7 separate regions of the Mus musculus genome follow, and all the other regions are linked to region 1. A link is a contact called in public HiChIP or PLAC-seq and promoter capture Hi-C data. All regions are on one chromosome and are shown on one strand. Each heading gives the region's core, a stretch centred on a gene start, on an enhancer-like site or on the middle of the called end of the contact. The rest is flanking DNA. Distances are from core to core; before and after follow the strand shown. Region 1 holds the start of Cyhr1 (cysteine and histidine rich 1). Region 2 holds the start of Mafa (v-maf musculoaponeurotic fibrosarcoma oncogene family, protein A (avian)). Region 3 holds the start of Zc3h3 (zinc finger CCCH type containing 3). Region 4 holds the start of Naprt (nicotinate phosphoribosyltransferase). Region 5 holds the start of Zfp623 (zinc finger protein 623). Region 6 holds the start of Iqank1 (IQ motif and ankyrin repeat containing 1). Region 7 holds the start of Scrib (scribbled planar cell polarity).

Evidence for each region. Promoter capture Hi-C pulls out the DNA fragments that hold promoters and counts their contacts. HiChIP or PLAC-seq counts read pairs in DNA pulled down with a chosen protein or histone mark.
Region 2: an HNF4G HiChIP or PLAC-seq map of pancreatic cancer cells shows a contact between it and region 1. The contact joins the promoter of Mafa here to the promoter of Cyhr1 in region 1.
Region 3: a contact with region 1 is called in a promoter capture Hi-C map of pre-B cells, with 3 times the contacts expected there. The contact joins the promoter of Zc3h3 here to the promoter of Cyhr1 in region 1. A contact is called at or near these places in 1 of 39 promoter capture datasets (pre-B cells) and 1 of 484 Hi-C or Micro-C datasets (B cells).
Region 4: a contact with region 1 is called in a FOXA1 HiChIP or PLAC-seq map of pancreatic cancer cells. The contact joins the promoter of Naprt here to the promoter of Cyhr1 in region 1. A contact is called at or near these places in 2 of 39 promoter capture datasets (erythroid cells and liver), 3 of 115 datasets of contacts at active chromatin or transcription factors (bone marrow-derived macrophages, microglia and pancreatic cancer cells) and 2 of 9 other capture datasets (liver and macrophages).
Region 5: a contact with region 1 is called in an H3K4me3 HiChIP or PLAC-seq map of bone marrow-derived macrophages, with 2.3 times the contacts expected there. The contact joins the promoter of Zfp623 here to the promoter of Cyhr1 in region 1. A contact is called at or near these places in 2 of 115 datasets of contacts at active chromatin or transcription factors (bone marrow-derived macrophages and embryonic stem cells).
Region 6: an HNF4G HiChIP or PLAC-seq map of pancreatic cancer cells shows a contact between it and region 1. The contact joins the promoter of Iqank1 here to the promoter of Cyhr1 in region 1. A contact is called at or near these places in 2 of 115 datasets of contacts at active chromatin or transcription factors (bone marrow-derived macrophages and pancreatic cancer cells).
Region 7: an H3K4me3 HiChIP or PLAC-seq map of bone marrow-derived macrophages shows a contact between it and region 1, with 3 times the contacts expected there. The contact joins the promoter of Scrib here to the promoter of Cyhr1 in region 1. A contact is called at or near these places in 1 of 484 Hi-C or Micro-C datasets (neutrophils), 2 of 115 datasets of contacts at active chromatin or transcription factors (bone marrow-derived macrophages and pancreatic cancer cells) and 1 of 9 other capture datasets (liver).

What each region holds. Positions count from the first base shown.
Region 1 is chr15:76,655,494-76,658,255 of GRCm38.p6, forward strand. Cyhr1 (cysteine and histidine rich 1) reads right to left here and starts at 1,401. Exons shown (of 4, transcript NM_001357882.1): 1 at 867-1,401. The coding sequence starts at 1,223.
Region 2 is chr15:75,746,986-75,749,747 of GRCm38.p6, forward strand. It overlaps Mafa (v-maf musculoaponeurotic fibrosarcoma oncogene family, protein A (avian)), which reads right to left and starts at 1,336. Exons shown (of 1, transcript NM_194350.2): 1 at 1-1,336. The coding sequence starts at 937.
Region 3 is chr15:75,840,463-75,843,224 of GRCm38.p6, forward strand. It overlaps Zc3h3 (zinc finger CCCH type containing 3), which reads right to left and starts at 1,446. Exons shown (of 12, transcript NM_172121.1): 1 at 1,388-1,446; 2 at 1-102. The coding sequence starts at 1,433.
Region 4 is chr15:75,893,116-75,895,877 of GRCm38.p6, forward strand. It overlaps Naprt (nicotinate phosphoribosyltransferase), which reads right to left and starts at 1,366. Exons shown (of 13, transcript NM_172607.3): 1 at 902-1,366; 2 at 605-732; 3 at 438-520; 4 at 191-321; 5 at 1-105. The coding sequence starts at 1,127. It overlaps Eef1d (eukaryotic translation elongation factor 1 delta (guanine nucleotide exchange protein)), which reads right to left. Exons shown (of 10, transcript NM_029663.2): 9 at 2,617-2,762; 10 at 1,681-2,476. The coding sequence ends at 2,438.
Region 5 is chr15:75,939,546-75,942,307 of GRCm38.p6, forward strand. It overlaps Zfp623 (zinc finger protein 623), which reads left to right and starts at 1,407. Exons shown (of 2, transcript NM_030199.3): 1 at 1,407-1,614.
Region 6 is chr15:76,008,491-76,011,252 of GRCm38.p6, forward strand. It overlaps Iqank1 (IQ motif and ankyrin repeat containing 1), which reads left to right and starts at 1,379. Exons shown (of 14, transcript NM_001370920.1): 1 at 1,379-1,455. Fam83h (family with sequence similarity 83, member H) reads right to left here and starts at 1,008. Exons shown (of 5, transcript NM_001168253.1): 1 at 884-1,008.
Region 7 is chr15:76,068,468-76,071,229 of GRCm38.p6, forward strand. Scrib (scribbled planar cell polarity) reads right to left here and starts at 1,317. Exons shown (of 36, transcript NM_001310543.1): 1 at 762-1,317. The coding sequence starts at 920. It overlaps Puf60 (poly-U binding splicing factor 60), which reads right to left. Exons shown (of 12, transcript NM_028364.2): 10 at 2,715-2,762; 11 at 2,282-2,517; 12 at 1,715-2,160. The coding sequence ends at 1,861.

The sequences.
Region 1 (2,762 bases), core at 151-2,650:
AGTACAAAGAAAGCTGACAAGAGACTCTGCTCTGTTTTTCAAAGAGGCTGGGAACTGAGGCAGAAAGACCAGGGGAAGGTGGACAGACATTTCCCACTGAACCAGAGGTCTGCTCTCTTTTACCTGGAAGAGGACATGTTAGACCCACACAGACCAGGACTCTGAGACTGACTGGCATGCTGGGTCTTCAAGTGGGAAGGCAGGACAAAGTTCCTGGATACTGGCAACCTTGGAAGCCAGCTTGGTATGGGTGAGGTGGCCCCGAATAGAAATACTGGCTAGGCTGGGGCAGGAGAAAGTACCCTGACAGTAAAGTTTGTTGCGGATTGCTTCCTCCAGATCAGAACTGAGAAGGGATGAGAGGCCCTCCTTTCTTCCAGGTCTTCAGAAGGACACAGGACTGACTCCCCAGGGCACAAAAGAAGATTTACTTAGTTGTTCAGATATGGAAGGACACTTTTGGGGGTGTGGCTGCCAGAATTGGAGCCCTGTCTCCAGGAAAGAAGTTTCTTCACCCAGGGGTCTAGAAGTGAGGGACAGTATTGATGAGCAGTAGAAAAGGGTGGGTACCTGTTCACAGATCTCTACATGGTCAGCTGAAAAGAATGTGGAATCTATCAAGGAGGCACCCTGGAGGAACCAGAAGGTGAAGAGATCTACGGAGGAGAATGGAAATTCAGACTGGGGAGTAAAGGGTACCATCGAACACAGAAAATGAGATTCAGAGCAAGAAAGGATAAGGAGCCTCGAGAGACAGGAGCGGGGTTTCGTAGACCTGGAAGGTGGATGTTTGGATAGGAAGGATTCCCGGCCACCGGCCACAGGCCTCCAGGCAACGCGGCGCCGGGCCGGGCCGGCGGCCCTACCTGGTACACGGAAGCCTTGGGCAGGTCCAGGCACACGGTGCAGCACAGCACCGAGTAGAGACGCTCCTCCAGCTTTCCACTGCCCGCTGCCACTGCCGCCGCCGCCGCCTCGGCTGCCTCGGCCGCCCGCAGCCGCTTCTTGGGCGGCGCGTCGGGGTCGCCGGCCGCCTCTTGCAGCTGCCGAGCGCCGGCCAGGGCCGCCTCGTCCGGGATCCCGGGCCCCGCCGCCTCGCCCAGAGCCGCCGCAGCCGGCCCCGCGGCAGCCCCAGGCCCGGCCCCTACCCCGACCCCGGCCGGCACGGCACCCGCGGGCCCTGCAGCCGGGCCACCCCCGCCGGCCTCCTCGGCGCCGGACATCACGGCCGGCCGGCCCGGCGGGCGGGTGCCGGCGCGCTCGCCGGCTGGAAGTTAGGGTCGCCGCGCGCCCTTGCCGGCTTCTCACTGCCGCGGCGACCCCGCAGCCTGCCCACCGTGCAGCTGCCTCAGTGGGCCTGGCCCGCCCGTCGGCCCGCAGCCGCCCCGGCCACCAACCCCGGCGCGGCCGCCATCTTTGTTTTCGCTGCGGACCCCCCCCCCACGCCACCGCCCCCTCGCCCTCCTGATCACGTGGGCCTCGCGCAAGCCAATGGAAGCGCCGCGAGGGCCAAGACGACGCGGCGGCCACCTCCAATGGACGAGCGAGGACGCCAGAGAGCCCACCCACCCTCGAAGGTGAACAGAAGGGGGTGGGGTCCAGGAGGGGATCCGGAGAAGGGCGGGGGGTGGGGGGATTTGGGGAGTCCGCCCTTGGAGAGGTACCATCAGCTTCGGGGTCTGGAGAGGCCCCCAGACTTCAGACTCCTCGAGAGTGCAAAGCGCCCCTAAGCCTCCCATGTCGCGCTCGCGCGCGGGGGGTGGGGGGGGATGCCTGTGCCAATGTGTACAGAAATTCGGGCTTGTGTGTGCAAGGCTCTGGCCTAGCTGACCGGAGTATTAGAGCAGGATCTTGAAAAACGCACCTACCACCACTCTTGCGCGACGGTATAAAGGTCAACAAGATGCAAGTACAGGAACAGCGAAGGATTATTGGGTTCACTCCCTAACCCACCTCTTTCGTCCCAACCTCAGAGTTGGAGAAAGAAAGAGTTGGAGTAGAAGAAAGAAAGAGTTGGAATAGAAGAAAGAGGGGGTTTTAAGTTATAAGGTATGTCTTGCACAGACAAGAGGGTGTCAAACAGGTAGTAATCAAGTCAGTCCAGAGAGATGTGCAATTTCTGGGAATCGCTGAGGGTATAGCACTCTTCTGCCCTTTATGAAAACAGCCATCAGTTTGTGAAGGTCATTGCCCCAGAGGGCCACCTGCCAGGTCCACCAAGGATATATGCAAATTTACTGTGTCCCAGGAAACCAAGGCCCAAAACTCTCTTCTCACGGGAAGTTGGTTTTTTTTTTTCTCTTTTCTTTTTTAAAAATGTTTTTCTTTCTTCTTTTTCTTTTCTTTCTTTCTTTTTTTGATACAGGGTCTCACTATATGTTGCACTGGCCATTCTGGAACTCACTATGTAGGCCAGCCTGGCCACCCACAACTCACAGAGATCTGCTTGTCTCTGCCTCCCAACTGGAATTAAAGACCTGCACCACCATGCCTGGCACTCTGGGGGTTCTCTTGGCAAGTCTACCAGGATGCCAAAGTGAATAATACCTTCTGCTACTTACAGCCCATCCCCCACTCCTTTACTCAGGGAAATCACCTTACAGGCCTTAGGAAGCTAGCTCAAGAATAAACAAATTCCATACTCCTGTATATTCCTTACGTTTATTGGAAATCAGGTCTCTGACTCACAACCATGTTCCTCCCAGGCCCCAAGTGTCCTGAAGACCTGTTGTTAGCATTCTGGTTTAGGTAAACTTCCACAC
Region 2 (2,762 bases), core at 86-2,585, 910 kb before region 1:
GCTCCTTGGCCAGACGCCCCACCTCCAGCTTCAGCTGCTCCACCTGGCTCTGGAGCTGGCACTTCTCGCTCTCCAGAATGTGCCGCTGCTGCACCCGCTTGAAGCGGCACGACTGCGCGTAGCCGCGGTTCTTGAGCGTGCGCCGCTTCTGTTTCAGTCGGATGACCTCCTCCTTGCTGAAGCCGCGGAGCTGCCGGTTCAGCTCCCGCACGGACATGGATACCAGCTGGTCGTCGGAGAAGCGCTCCTCCAAGCGCACGTGGTGGCCTGCGCCGCCTCCGCCGTGACCCGCGCCTCCGCCGTGGTGGCCAGAGCCTCCGTGGTGGTGATGGTGGTGATGGTGATGGTGGGCAGAGTGATGATGGTGGGCAGTGTGGTGTGCGCCGTGGTGGTGGCCGGCACCCATGTCGTCCGCGCCGCCGCCGCCCGCGAAGCTCTGACCCCGGAAGGCCTCATAGGCCGCAGCAGCCGCCGGGTGATGCGCGCCGTGGTGCGCGCCGTGGTGGCCGCTGCCGATGAGCGCCTCCACCGCGTCCTCCGGCGTCAGGTTGAGCGCCTCGGGGTTCAGGTGGTGCTGGTACCCGCTCATCCAGTACAGATCCTCCAGCACCGCTTTTCCTGAGGCGCCCCCGACAGTGCCGGGGCCTCCACTCGGCGGCCCCGGGGCGCCCCCGGCCTGAGCCGCGCTGCCCCCGCCGCCCGCGCCGCCGCCTGTGCCCGGGCTGGGTGCGCAGAAGCTGGGCGAAGAGGGCACCGAGGAGCAGGGCGTGCTGAGGGGCGTCGAGGACAGCGAGCCGGGCGGCAGGCGGTGGCAGAAGCGCTCGGCCTCGGGCGGCTCCTTCTTCACCTCGAACTTCATCAGGTCGAAGTCGTTGACGTACTCGATGGCCAGTGGGCTGCTGGGCAGCTCTGCGCCCATCGCCAGCTCCGCGGCCATCGCCCGGGGCCCCAGCCCCGCCGCCGCGCCCGGCCGCGCCCCGACGGGCGGCGGGGGAGCGTGGGGGGAGCCGCGGGCCTCTCTCCCCCTAGCTCCCCCCCGGGCCGCGGTGGGCTCAGGCTCTGGTCGCGCCGCCGAAGGGCGCAGCAGCAAAAGTTTCCTGCTGTCAACTCTGGGCTGTGCTCAGGGGACGCCGCCGGCCAGGCCTCTCGGGTGGCCCCCCGGCCCGCTACGAGCGGGCGCAGGGCCCCCAATCCTGCCCTCCTCCTCCTTCTGTTCCTCCGCGGTCCTGGCCTGGAGGGTGCAGAGGCCGCGCCCCGGGCTCAGCCGCGCTCCGGGCTCTCCCGCCCGGCCCCGCCCCGCGCCCCACCCGCGCTGCCGGCCGGCCCCGCCTCCCTCGGCCCGGCGCAGAGCCGCACAAGCCTTTATAGAGACGCGCTTCTGGGCCCGCCTCCCCAGGTGGGGGCCGACGCCCCCGGGCCAATCGGAGCCCCAGACCTGCCGCCCTCATTTGCCTATCCCCATGGCAACCCGGAGCCCAGCTGTCAATCTCCTGCGGGAAACAGCTGTGGGAAGGGGTGGGGAAGGGCCGTCGGCAAGAGGAGTGGGCAGGGCCCCCTGGTGGCCGCCGCATGGGACTGCACAGCAGAGGGCGCGAGACCAAGTGGCAGATTCTGAGGTTCCAGGATCGTAAAGCCAGAGAGTGCAGGGAAGCTGAGGAGGCCCTCGTCCAGGGTACTCCTTCGGTGTCTCAGATCCATTAGGTGGTCTAGCTGGCTGTGTCCCGCACCAGGCCCAAGTGGCCTGGAGTCTCCAGAATGGGGACCTCTAACTATCCTGACACCGGTGACTCCCGAGCTGCCCGGGAGCGCCAGCTATTTTTATCCTGTGGTTGGGATGGGTTCAGGAATTCAGTCAACAAAGTTGCTGGCACCTCGGGCGGCGGGATGCACGGTGGAACCGCAGGCCTCTGAGCGTTGTGGTAGGTGGAGTGGGACAGACGCCTGTGGCCACCACGGGGCTAGAGGAGCAGGTCTCGGGTACTCCCTGCGTAGAGAACCCATTTCTCTGAATTGAATTCATGGGGCTGATGGGTCTGGACGCCTGCAGAAATGCCCACAAGGAATCTCAGACCCAGCTGCCCACCAGGGCGGTTTGGAGGAGCCTTGCTGGGTGGGGGCAAGTTGGAGTGACAAGTGGCAAGCAGATTGCCACCGTCACACTTGCTGAATGTCTCTACACACCTAGTAGGAGGCCGCTTCCGAGCAAAAGAAAGCCACAAGGACAACAGGGAGGGTGGGTGACAAGATGTGAGTTCTGTGACACCCTCCCCTCCCCTCCCTCCTCCAGAATTCCAGATCCCAACCGAAGATAGAAAGGGCGTGCATTCACGAACAACAGCTGGATGTGACCCAGAGTGCGGTTTTCTCCTCTCTGTTATCTATAATCTTATATGCCGTTGACTATTAAAAATAATAGACGGGCAATGGTGGTGCAGGCCTTTAGCCCCAGCTCTCCCAAGACAGGAAGATTTCTGGGAGTTCAAGGCCAGCCTGGTCTACAGAGCAAGTCCCAGGACAGCCAAGTCTGCACAGAGAAATCTTGCCTCGAAAAACTAAAAATCAATCAATCAGTCAATCAATCAATCAATCAATCAATCGATTCTTAAATATAAACCATTTGTGCACAAGGTGGAAAAAGTTTGAAAGGGTATTCACAGGATACCTATCCAGGATGTCATGGTGCCAAGGGCTTTGCCTACTCCCTCTACAGGTGCCTGCTATTTCACAGGGGATGCCTGGCAGCTAGGAGCAAATAGCTCCCA
Region 3 (2,762 bases), core at 196-2,695, 810 kb before region 1:
AGGTCCTGCCACCCGGGAACATGGGTGGCTGCCACCGAGTAGCTGATGAGTTGCCCAGGGCAGGGCCATTGCCGTGGAGTGTTTTATAGTCATCAATTAGACCTGAGAAGGCAGAATCACACGCTCAGTTACCTAGGAGATGTGAATAAAAACAGCACCAATCAAGACTACTACCCCTACCCTAATACTCCAGACCTGCTCGCCTTGCTGACTTGAGAGCAGTCCTAAGTGACTGGAAACCATGTAAAGTTCAGTCCAAATCTCTAGGCTTGTCAATTCTGTGAGCACTTCTCCATCACTATTAGTATTTGGCTTGCTTATCCTGAAGATGGCAGCTTTTGTGGTATGACTGCTTCTACCCCCTGGCCTATGAGATCTACAATGTTCTGAGAGCAAGTGTCACTCCCTATACCAAAAAAAAAAAAACAAAAAAAACAAAAAACAAAAAACAAAAAAAACCAAAAAAAAAAACAAAAAAACAAAAAAAAACAGTCAGGGACCAGAAACCTGTGGTGCCTGGGTAAGAACTGGACAAGTCTTCCACTGAGGCCCTGTAGTTTACCCACTCACGGGGAAAATTGCAGGACTGCACCATAGTGCATAACTGTCTTCTCAGAACTGACGCTTCTCTAACCCAGTACGTGACAGACAGAAATAAAAAACAAAAAAACAAAAACACAATGATGACCCAACAGCTAACTAACATCATCTCCTACAGAAAAACACCTGATACCACCACCACAAGGATTTTCCAATGAAGTGACTCATGGAGCCCTGGAAGAAGAGTGAAGGAACGCCAGCAGGCTCGCTGGATCCCCAATAACCAAACACACACACACACAGGGCCTGCCTCGACCCTCGAATCCTGCCAGACACCTCCGGTCGGGTGTTAGGGAAACGCACGAAGTAGTCTCAAATAGGAAGGCCACTTGGACTCTCCTTAGGACATGCTTTTGTGGGGGAAACTTTGAAAACGATATGAACGCTTATAAAGACCAACTTGAGTCTAAACATTTGAAGCTGAAGCTGGTGCCTGGGTAGTCAGCCCTGAGTACGTGGGGGCTGTGCCTGAATCGAGCCAAAGGCACTCAACGGCAGCGGAAGAGAAACGCTTCCGAGCCAGCCGAACCTGGAAGTCGGCTGCCGCGACCACTCGCTGGTAAGACCACCGTGCTATCATCTCCTGACAGCCCCTTGGAGGCCCGGCCCGCTCCCTCGCCCCGAAGCCTGGCGGGTCTGTCACGCGAGGGCCGAACCCGACTCGGCCGCTCCGATGCCCACCCATGACGACCATCGGGAGACCGCAACCGACAGCACTCGCTTCGGAGAGGGTCTACGGCGATCACAAGAAACAAGGGAACACACGGCCCGACCGCAGCCAGCTCACCCTGCAGGAGGCGTATCTGCCGCCGCAGCTGCTCCTTTTCCTCCATCTCCGGAGTCCGCGACGCCTAGCCAGACCCCCTCGACGTCATCGCCGCGCGACTGGTCCCCGCAGGCGGGGAGGAGAGAACGCCGAACTTCACTATGCGTGGACACGGGGTTGGAAGGCACCGTCGCCCCGGCAACCCTGGAAGGACGCATGCGCAGAACGAGAAAAATCCGTCATCTTGAAGCGCCCGGAAGTGGCCCGCAATCTGGCTTCTGCACCAATTCCTGCGCATCATTTCCACCGCTGGGGGTTCCTCGGAAGACTTGGAGGAGATAGGTTGCTAACAGTTTCCCCTAGACCCAGGAATTCCTTTTATCAATTTATTTGTTTGAGACAGGATGTATTTCTGGCTGGAGAGAAACATAACTGGGGAACTCGCTATGTAGACTAGGCTGGCCTCGAACTTACGGAAGTTCTCTTTCCTCTGCCTCCGGACCTGGAATCAAAGGGATGCCATTTTAACGCCTTTGCTGCCGCAGCAGCACGAGAACAGCGAAAAGGAATCGGAGGCAATTTTTTTTTTCGGATGATTACAGGTGTTAAGAAAATTCTTGAGGGCATTTAGTAGGAAAGGCTGCAACCTCTAGAAAATACTGAAAAAAAAAAAAAACTCACGGTAGTTACCACGTGATCAGACAGTCCCACGTCTAGGTGTATAACCAACGCGTAGAAAACACCGATTCTAACATATTTGTATGTCATTATTTATAATAGCTAACCCGAATGACTGTTTACATGGAAATGGGATATTATCCAGTGATTTGTTTTGTTAGAGACAGAATCTCGCTATGTACCTCTGTCTGTCCTGGAATTCCCTATGTAGACCAGGCTGGCCTGGAACTCTCAGAAATCTGCCTGCCTCTGCCACCCAAGTGCTGCAATTAAGAGTGTGCCACTATGTAGGAATGTGCAGTATCTTTGGAGCCCTAAGGCCTCAAGTCCGGCCAAGCCTCTACCAGTGAGCTACATCTGCATAGTCTACTGTTACGCCTGAAAAAGAAGTTCTAGAAGCTGGGTTTGATAGTGAATACCTGTAAGACAAGCATTAAGAAGTGAGGGTAGGGGCTGGTGAGATGGCTCAGTGGGTAAGAGCACCCGACTGCTCTTCCGAAGGTCCGGAGTTCAAATCCCAGCAACCACATGGTGGCTCACAACCATCTGTAACAAGATCTGACTCCCTCTTCTGTAGTGTCTGAAGACAGCTACAGTGTACTTACTTACATATAATAAATAAATAAATCTTTAAAAAAAAAAAAAGAAGAAGTGAGGGTAGATAGCCGGGCAGGCCGGGCAGTGATGGGACACACATTTAATCCTAGCATTCTAGAGA
Region 4 (2,762 bases), core at 116-2,615, 760 kb before region 1:
GTACCTCACTACCCGAAAATGAAGTGACAAAGGAGTGGGCCAGGGTCCCTGCCACCGGTACACCTCTCAGTTGTCCAGCAAGTGTGTTGCTGCTGCTGTCAAAGCCTGGGTGAGAAGGCAGGTAGGCTTAGGGGACTCAGAATATGATGGAACCTCCCCTTCCCCAACCTATGCCTCTCCCAGGCCTCACCACCCAGGTAGCTGTAAATTGAGGCCGTGAAACCCCCGTCGGGACCCTGAGCTCGCCGCAAACCCATCTCTAGTAGTTTCTTATCCGGCCCTGCAATCAAGCGTAGCCGAGCAGCATTGGTGGCTACGAGGCTGTGGAGAGTAACAAGTCATGAGAACCCAAGTGAGGGTCACAAAGCCACCCCAGTGGGAGGGCTTAGATAACCCCAGCGCTTCTATTGCCTGTACCTCTCAGGGACTCCGCTCACCTAGCGTAGCTGACCAGACACAGCAGTGGAGTCTCTAGCAGCTGTACCAGAAGAAGAGGCCCGGACACCTGCAGAAGCGGCACCTGTGGGGCGAGTGATCAGCTCCACAGTGGAACCTCCTGGGCCACCCCACTCTTCCTAACACACCCAGCTCACAAGGCACTCACACCAGGGAAGGCGAGGGAACCCTCTGGCAGAGCCCGCACGGTCACCCCAGAGCAATCAAGGGCTCGAAGGTGCTCGAAGAACGCAGGGTCAGTGTCTGGGGGTAGTACCGAAGCCAGGAACTGCACATCTGGAGCGACAGAGAACACATGTAGCCTGGGAAAGGACTCTGCCAGGCAAGTAAAAGTCCCCTCAGAGGTCAGGGGCACATTGAGAGGGTACAGGAGATTCGTTCGTGAGGGAGCGGGGATTTTCTTCCAGTCAGAGGAGTACGGTACGGGTGCTGGTCGCGGAACTACCTGCATCCCGCAGACGGAAGGCGCGAAGAAAGCGCATACAGTCCTGCAAGCCAGCGGAAAGGGCGAAGGAGCCTCCGAAAGGGCAGTGGCGGAAGAAGAGCTCGAACTCTGCTGCCTCGCACGCCCGGCCCGCACGCCAGTAGCCCAGCGCCATGGTAGCCTGATAGAGGTCGGTGAGCAGCGGCCGCACCACCATGCGCCCCTCGCTGTCCAGCTCCATCTCCATTCCGCGGGGTACACAGGCTCCCGACTAATGGCGCCCTACTCCACCCCCTACGGCACTGGTCCAGAGAACCAACTCACACGAAAGGAGGGCCTTTCCCGGCAGAAGTGGGCGGAGCGAGCCGCCTAATCTGCTAGTAGTTGCAGGGACTCAAACCAGCAAGATAGGCGACTGGCACACCCCCATCCCAGTCTCCTGGACTCCAACTAGCCGCTTGCCCCTCAGAATGGTTCTTACGTTTTGGAACTCAACTACTGGCACCAAAGGCAAAACAACTTAAAAGGGCGGGAGCGCTTGCGAAGGTTGTACTTTACCCTGGCCTCTTGCCCCTGACCAGGGAGGAGCAATCAGGGCTTCATTACAGCTGCAAGCAGCGTCATGGGAAGCTGAGAGCCCCCTAGAGGTCAGTGCTGCCTTTCAGGTGTGTGGGAACCCAAGCACCAGCATAGGGGAGGTTTGTTCAAGCCAGCAGCCAGGATTGCAGTGAGTCAATGCCCTAGGACAGTTTATGGTAGTAATGTCAACCCCAGCATTAGGAAGGCAGAGGCAGGTGGTTCTCTAAACTGACAAGGATATACAGCAAAATTTATTCTCAAAAAAAAAAAAAAAGTGTAGGTGTTTTTGTACTGCAGGCAGATATGCATGCCCAGAGGCCAGAAGAGGGTATCAGGTATCCAGGAACTGGAGTTACAGCTGGTTTGTAAGTTTCCATGTGGTTGCTGGGAATGAGCCCCATCTTCCAGAATAGTGTTCTTAACTGCGAAGTCATCCTTGCCCAGGTGACAGTTTTTTGTTCAGGTCCCACAGGAAAAGTCTAAAACTTTTGAGGGGGAGGGCTACATTGTTTCCTGGTGACTAGGGGCCATGATGAACAACACTGACAGGAATCAGCCACACTTGGTACACTTTCTCAACTTAGATGTTCGCAGGATTTCACGAGCACTATCGTCCCAATACCACCAATACCCAAGCACTGACAAGGGGTTTTAGGGGAGCGGGCAGACAAAATTCCATACAGTACAGCTGGCTGTCCATATTCTAACCATCCCAGAATATATAAAGAGGATGTATCCCTCCAGAGGTAAGGAGTGTGAAGAGGAGTGTTAGACTGGGTCTAGGTGTACACGGTGACAACAGCAGGGACAGGAGAGACACGGTGGACAAATGTGGACCTAATAGATTGTTTCTGGGACAAGTATGAGCCAGAGCCCACAGAGCGCTGTACACCAAGTAACACAAGAGGCGGAGTGCAGAGTCTCAGTCTTTAATCTCAGCAGGTCCTCACACACATGAAACCACACTCTCTCGGACATTCAGATCTTGTTGAAAGCTGCGATGTCGACACTCTGCACCTGTGGATGGAGACAAAGGGCGCTGCTGCTGCAGGCTGCCGCCTAGGGCAAGTTCATGTTCCACAGTGGATGTGGGGTGGCAGGAGCCAGTGTCCCGGGCCCATCCGGTCTCCCCTACCCCTGTGCCCATGCCCACTTACATGCTCCTCAAATTTGGTGATCTCCTCCTCGAGCAAGTCGGTGCCCACTTTGTCATCCTCCACCACACACTGGATCTGCAGCTTCCGGATGCCATAGCCAACAGGCACAAGCTTGGAGGCCCCCCAAACCAGCCCGTCCAATTGGA
Region 5 (2,762 bases), core at 157-2,656, 720 kb before region 1:
CCCCCAAATGGAGGAACTAGAGAAAGCACCCAAGGAACTAAAGGGAACTGCAACCCTATAGGTGGAACAACAATATGAACTAAGCAGTACCCCGGAGCTCTTGTCTCTAGCTGCATATGTATCAAAAGATGGCCTAGTCGGCCATCACTGCAAAGAGAGGCCCATTGGACTTGCAAACTTTATATGCCCCAGTACAGGGGAATGCCAGGGCCAAAAAGGGGGAGTGGGTGGGTAGGGGAGTGGGGGGGGGTATGGGGACTTTTGGTATAGCATTGGAAATGTAAATGAGCTAAATACCTAATAAAAAATGGAAAAAAAAAGATTCTGGGATTCAGGTTAGCTGAGGCTGAAGAATCAGCTGTAATGAACAAGATACCAGGACTACTAAAGTGAAACCTTTGCTTTGCTGTGATACTCGATGCTGGTCAGCTACAGCTGAAGAATTAGTAGTGATTAAGAAGAAACTAGCATCATTGAGGTAAAAACTTTCTAAGTATTTCCTAAGAGCTACACAGAAGCTGTGTTCCAGAAGCAGCCAAGGTTGTCCCTCATGCTGGCAGCTGAACTTGGTAGCATAAGAGTCACCCAGGTGGTACTTACTGGTTTTGAAGACATGAACAGTTCATGGAGGGCAGCTGAGGCTTGGCACTGTGCAGTTTCAGTGGCAGATTTTTTAAAAACAGGATATAAAATATAGAGATAAACCCACACAATTTTTTTTTTTTTTTTGTTAAGACCTAGATGACTCTTAAGGTTGTACCTTCCACGAGGCTGAAGAGATTCCTTGGGGTTAAGATCAAGCAGTTGGTTGGTGCTCTTCCAAAGGATCCTGGTTTGATTTCCAGCACCCACATGGCAGCTAAGAACTGTGTCTATAATCCCATTTCCAGGAGAATATAATGCCCTCTTCTGGCCTCCAGGAGCACCAAGCACACATATGGTGAACAGACATACACACATGCAAAACACTAAAACACACAATAAAATAAAGTTCTGCCTCCATCAGTGAGTGAGCTTGGCATTCTAGGCTCACACCTGACTTTGCAAAGTTGTAAAATAAACTGCCTCGATTTCACTACTCTGAGTCTCCAGTGGTTTATTACAAAGATGTTGTGTCATAGGCACAGCGGCTCAAAGTTGTCTTTCCACCATAGGCATACACACATAAGATAATGATAAAGATGTTCTAAACGCTCAAAGCTAAAACCAAAAGCTACATACAGAACCATCACTAACAACCAACAAGAAATCTTTACTAAAAGCTCTCTAAAGAGCCTGCCTTTCCCAGCTCTTCCAGGGAAGTCTGACGACATCTACTGCCTAGCTTCGCCGCTAATCCCACACCCACGTGCGCAAACAGGGCTCTCAGCCACCGCGTCTGCGCACTGGGTCCTCCGGCTGACCGCAGGAATCTGGCCCGGAAGTCTGTGACAGGGAGACGGCCCCGGCCCCCATTCTTATCCTAGAGTGCCTACGGATGTCCTCCGGGCGGAGCCTCGGGCAGTTTCCGGCCGGGGCGTGCGGCAGCGGTGCGGGCTTTGTGGCCGCCCGGGGTTACCCGCCTGGATGCTGCTCGGCTTGGTTCCGCGCCGTCCTCTCGCCGCCGAGCTCCGGGTGAGTGAGGCGGAGCGGCTCGCGCGGGTGGGCGGGCTCGTGACCGGCGGGGCTCAGCGAGTTGGTTGGTGTCCCGGGCCGGCTGCACTTCGCTTTGGCCTCTGTCCGTAGCTCCTCGCTTGGTTCGGGCCGGAGCCTTGCGTCTCCTCGCCGAGCTGCGGGCGGTAGATGCATGGACCGATCGTCCGCAGACATCGAGGCCCTCGAGGGTTGCACACTCGGCCTCGGCGCCTGCAGGTCGGGCCCCCGGATGGCTGCTTGAAGGCTAAGCCGCTCAGGTGATGGAATGCAGGTGCGCGCCACGCTGCTCTTCGGCTTGGACCTTGCCCTCCTGCCTTCTGCCTTCCCTCAGTCCTTTCGGCCTCTGTCCGAGGGGATGCAGTGCAGGCACCCCAGTGCTTCAGGGGTTGAAGATAATATGTGTGTTGGACAGAATCAGCTCCGTATGTCATGAAGGAGGATTCTTAGGTGGGGTGAGGTGTCATACAAGCTGTTCTATTCCATGAAGTGTCTGAGTCAACGTCTATGACATCTCTGTGATAATGCCAGGGACATTTAGTCCTCTTTGCACCCGGCCCCACCGTGGTCCAGGAGTCCCCAGGGCTTGAGTGCTATGCTAGAGGTTTCCCGGGATATTAGCAGAAGAACAGTTCTAAACTCAAGTAGTTTTCCAGGTGGAGAGCTGATATTCACAATCGCCCTGTGCTCTTCTAGACATCGTTCCTTTGAGACCCATTACAATGAAAGAAACAAATGTCTTCTGATCACGAAGAAATCAGACTCCCCATGCCCCTCGCGCGCGCGCGCGCACACACACACACACACACACACACACACACACACAAACAAACATATACACATCAAGTTTTAAGGCAGAGAGCAGACCTTTGTTCCTGTCACGGATGTGGCATTGTATCTGTTTTAATACTTGGCATAATGATGGCATTCTTTTTTCATATGGGAGGTATAGAGAAACCTCACAAGCCAACACATGCAGCTATGGACACTCCTGGAGCCTTGGGGGTGGATTTCTGGTTCTGGAATGCGTTGGAGGATGATATAGAGAGAGGGTAGACCTGGGAAAGTACCCCCACTCCCCTACAAGACTTATGGTCTGATCTGGAAGTGGACGGGATGCCAGAGAAGCA
Region 6 (2,762 bases), core at 129-2,628, 650 kb before region 1:
TTCACTGGTACACATCGCCCCTTGACGATAGACGGGGCGGTGACCACTCCTATCAGCGATGAATCCAACAGCCTGCTCACTGACATCTGCCTATCCAAGTGGGGCCCTGCTTAAGGAAGGAGCCTATCCCACCCAAACCAGTGACTCAGCAGGAATTTTTTGTTCCTGACCTCCTACCTGAAGCTAGCCCCAGGCCCTTCACCACAAGTAGGGCAAGAAAATGACCCTTTCCTCTCCTGTCTGGCAGGAGGTAGTAGTGTTCCTGGGTCTGGAAGGGGGATCCATGGTTGAGGACCTTAGGCTACTACACAAAGAGGATGACAGGATGATTGTGATCAAGAAGGATTGGGGTTGTGGGGGACAAGAAGAACCTAGGAAGACCGGAAGTCGATGAATTATACAGCTTTCAGGTTAGGCACTGCAAGGCCCAAAGGTGTTACTGTACCCCAGGAAGTTAGCGGCTACCCAGGCCAGGTATCTTATCTGCCGATCCAGTCCAGGGATATGAGATCAGGAGTTAGGAGAGTCCAGTTTTCCCTGCCTTCCACACAAGGACCCAGCCCTAGACACCCCGGTTCATGGCGGCTCGGGGAGAGGCTCCGGGAAAGGTACAGGTCATGTCCTGACAATACCTAGGCCGCCAGAGCGAATCGCACTGTTCAGTCTCCTACTTGCCAGCGTGACCCTGGAAAATCCCTCACCCAGTGCCCCGGAGCGCAGTCTCCCTGTCTCCCACCCAGTCCCAAAGCACGCGCTCACTGCACCGCCCGGCCCAGGTCCAGAGACCAGACCCAGGTGGCACCGCGCGGAGGCCCGAGCCTCCCGTCCCGTGTGCCTCGCCCCGCCGTGCTGTGCCCGGCCCGCTCCGGGGCGGGAGCCCTACCTGGCCAGGTGAGCGGGGTTTCGGCACAGGGGCAGCAGGAGCCCACCGCCGCCCAGCGGCCTCGCGGTCCCGTCCGTCCGACAGCCACTCCCCGCCGCGGCCCGCCCGCCCGTTCGGCCTGATTCACGCGCCCGCCCCCGCCCCGCCCGCGCTCTGCCTCCTGCCTGTCCGGGCAGCACCTGGGCGGGGCGGCCCCACCCCGACGCGCCCGCATTCCTGCGCCCTCCGCGCCCCGGACCCCGGCCGCGATCCCGGGTTCCCAGTGTGGCTTCACTGGCGCCCCCAGCCCACACCCCAACCCCGACCCCTGAGCGCTCTGGTGGAGCCCCAGAGCTGCGCTCCGGACCCTGGCCAGCGCCGCTCCGGATTTCTAGAGCCTCGTCTTTCCGGACACTGAAGCCCCTTGAACCTATTTGAAAACCGATCGCTCAAAGCCCCTACTGCCGACCCCTGACCCTCGCCCCGGAAGTTGGGGTAACTCGGAAGTTCCGGCTTAGTCGCTAGGAAACTGGCCAGCTCGACGCGAGGGGCGGAGCTTCTGGCCTCTGTGTTGCGAGAGGCAGGTGAGGCAGGTGAGGTCTCAGACGGGGGGGGGGGGGGGGGGTGTTTGGGTACCCATCTCACTCAAGTGACCGCCCTACCGTTCGCAGACACACCTCTAGTTTCCCCAGTCCACTCCCCGCAGGCTCATCTTCGCGCATGAGACCGACAGCATAGGAACTCCACGGACCTCCCCACTCATTTGCCCAACCATAAAGGTTCCTGCGCACTCACCCGTACCCATGGGACCCCTCAGGCACAAGGGAATCTGGAGTGATCCGCCAGCAGAAGCCCCTCTGCCACACAGAATCCCGCAAACCAATCGTACCCCCCAAGTCCCCATCTCACATGAGGATCACTCTCTAAACTGCTCCAACAGTGTCGGTCCTGGCACCCACTGATCCTTTCCTGTGCAAACCAACTGAAGACACAAAGGTCCCGTCTTAATACATGCACATTAAAAGAGGCTGCACCCAAGATGCTGCAAGTACTGGATCCTCTACAGACAGGGAACCTCATGGTTGTATCGACCCCAACACATCACCCGTACACCTAAGGACTTAGTTCCTCCTAGAGCCCTAATCTACCCAGCCCTCCCTCCAACCCACTCCTCTACGCATGCCGTGCCCTGAACTCAGTCACATGTCCAAGCCAGCTTCCTACCTACCACTTCTCCTGTCCTAGATTCTCAGTGTCTGCCACCTGCCTGAACATTGTCCGTAAGACAGCTTACTTTCAGTCACTTTCTGGTCCTACTTTTAGGATAACATTTCATTAACTCCATCCCCAAATGCACTCTGGAGCCCTGCGGCCCCAGCCTAGTGGGTACATAAGTGTATGGAGTCAGCGATTGCACTACCCGCTTTCCTATTCATTGGCCCTGTGAGGGGTTCTAGGGCACTGGAAGACCCTACTAAAACAGGAGCGGAAAGTTCTTCCAAGAGGAGTGAATGGGGGGCCTGCCTTGTATACTAGGGAGAAGGGCATTGCTTCCAGAACCAGACAGCAGAGATTCCCAAGGCCAAGAAGGAAGAGGGTTTGCGGGTGGGGAGGGGCTGTGTTCAGCAGACCCACGTTGGCAGTAGTTGAAAGCAAGTCCGCAGAGCTCAGGCTGTTGAGCTTCTAGCCCAGCGATTTAGAGGATGGTGTTAGAACACAGAAGGACAGGCAGATCCAGAATTGTAGAGGACGGGGGTACCAGCATAAAGGGACACATCCTCTTGCTAGGTATCCTTCCTCGAGCTACTGGGCACATCCTTAGACCACCAGGGGCGGGCAGGTGGACCAAGAAGCTGGCTGGGGGACATGCTGGAGGTCTATGCTCCTGCTGCATGTTCAT
Region 7 (2,762 bases), core at 67-2,566, 590 kb before region 1:
AGAAACAGAACAAAAAAAAAAAAGCAATAACAACAACAGGCACCAGAGAGAAACACAAGTGCAAAATGTCCAAGATTCACACACGGATACCATAAAGGTCTATGAAGAACACCCGCAACGCCACCAGCCGGCAAGAATATCAGACCACTGAGTCCCCTATCTCAGAAAAGTAAGTCCTACATAACCTGCCTCCTTTGGCCTTCCTTCTAGTGTGGCCTCAGAACAACAACAACAAAAAAAACCCCAAACAAACCCGACAGGAAGGAACACAGACAGTGAAAGGTGGGCTCTCCGCTGAGCGATGACAGAATAGATCTGACACTGCAAGTATCTTAGGAGAGTCCCACTCAGCACTGCAAACCTCTCCTCCCAAAACGAAGGCAGAACACAGTGCAAGAAAACCAACTTCCTACCCTTAAAGTAGCCCAACTAGCTTTAACAGTTGCTAACCCGGGTCGGTCTCGCACCCTGGACCCATCCTCCTCCTGTGCTCTCATGGGCTTCTCTGTTGGCTCCCCTTTTAGGTTCAGTATCTACTTAGTCCCCAGACAGGTTGCCACCAGGTGCCAACACCGGCGGCTGGAGGAGGGTGGGGCTGGCTGGGGCGGGGCTCTGACCAGTAGGAACCTGCAGGGCCGGCTGGAGGTTGCGGTGCCCAGCTCGGGCAGCGCCTGCTGAGATCTCGCTCCAGCCGGCTGCCCCAGAAGTCATACACCACCCCGAGAACTGAGCGCGGGGCAGCAGGTGCGGCGGCCGCTCACCTTAGGTAGCTCGCGCAGCTGGTTGGCGTCGAGGAGCAGCTCCTCGAGGCTACGACTGTAGCGGTAAATCTCCTCTGGCACAACCTGCAGCGAGCAGTGCCGCTTATCCACCGACTCCACGTGCCGGTTACAACGCCAGAGCGGGATGCACTTCAGCATGATGCGGGCGGGCAGTGAGCGCGGGCTCGGGAGGCGCTCGGCGGGCTCGGGCCGGGGGGCGGGGCTCGGCCCGCATGAGCGCCGAGCGCGGGCGGAGCGGCGCGCGCGGGGGTGGGGCGGGCAGCCGGGTCCCGGACTGTGGCCGGGGTCGGCGCTCGGCTCGGCCCGCGTTCAATACGAGCTGTAGGCTCCGACGGCGGCACACAGCTGGCAGCACGGCCTGACCCGGCAGCGCTTTCTTAGGCGCTGGGGGCGCGGCGGCGGCTCCGCATCCCGCCCGGCCTGCTCACCTAGCAGCTCATCCGCCCGCAGCACCGCAGCCGGAACCGCCGCCGCTGCCCGCGACAACCGCCCAGCCGCGCAGCCCGCCGGGAAGCCTAGGCCCGCCCTCTCTGCTCAAAACTACAGCTCCCAAAGGGCCACGCGGCGTGGCGTCTCCGACGACCCGTAGCGGTCTCGCGCGGGGCATGTCGGGATTTCCGGCCTCGCTCTGGCGTAACCCATACTAGCAGGTGTAACAACTCAGATGCCCGCCCGCCCACAAAATGCTCTCTTGGTCCTGGATCCTACAGATCTCAGGGCCAGACAGCTCTCAGAGCTATCCACGTGAGCAAGGCTGCAAGCCAGCACTCCCCACAAAGGAAGATAAAGCAAGGCCTGTCCACCCCGGTCCCTCCTGTTCACCCCTGCACAGCAGGCTGAACGCCCTCCTTGTCCCTGGTGCCTTGGAACCCTGATAAGACATTCCACACACAACCAGCTTGGGTCACAGGACCAATTTCAGACACAGGGACTTCAGGGCCAGTGGTATCTGCATCTTTATGTACACTACAGGGTGGGTTGGGCAGAGTGCCTGGTCCCAGGGACACACCACGGTTAACACTTTACAAAACCCAAAGGAAGGAAGGGGCAAGTGCAAGTCCAGGAAATGAGGCCAAAGTCACGCGGAGAGGTCGCTGTTATCAAAACGCTCCTGGTCATACACTTCAGCCACCACCTTGCGACCACCAAACCAGCGCCCATTGAGGGCCTGGATGGCCTTGTGAGTCTCTGAGGCCATGGAGAATTCCACAAAAATCTTGACGATGATTTCTGCATCTTCCTCTTCGCCCTGTTTTTCTTGATAGATAATGACCCGGTTCACAGCACCAAATTTGCCACACTCCTCTGTCACCTCTCCCTCCAGGTCGTCATCGATGTCCTTGGGGTCCACCATGTTTCGGAGAACCATCACTGTAGACTGTAGGAAAGACAATTGACTGCTGTGACTGTGGGAAAGACACCTGAATGCTGCGACCTATCACCCACTACTTCACATTCATACCGCCGAGAGCGGGCCTGGCACGAGCCCACCTACTTACCTCCTGTTTTCTGAGTAGCTTTTGCATGACCATGTGGCGAGCACTGCTGCCCGAGATGCTCATGTGCTCCTGCTCACTCAACATCTCTGGCCGTTCTGACTCAGGAAACAGCTCCTCCTCTTCCTTCTCCTTCTTGGGCTCCAACAGACCCAACGTTGGCGGGCTGGCGAGAATGGGGTTCACTACTCCCACAGAGGGGATGGTGACCGGAATAGGAGGGCGGGCTGGTGTCACACCTGCAGCAAAACCAACCGAGTTTAATAGCCACACATACACTCTCCTGTTTGGGAAAGAGTAAAGAGATGGTTGGCGATAGCCAGCCTGTCCTGGATTCAAGGGATTACACCGAAGTAAGTATGGGTTGGGAAGCTGAAGACAGACCCTAGAGGAGAGGGGAAAGGAATGGAAGAGAACCTGATCAACTCAGACTCACCTGTGATGACTCCAGGGGCCTGGGCAGCCATGACAGCCTGGGGTAGGG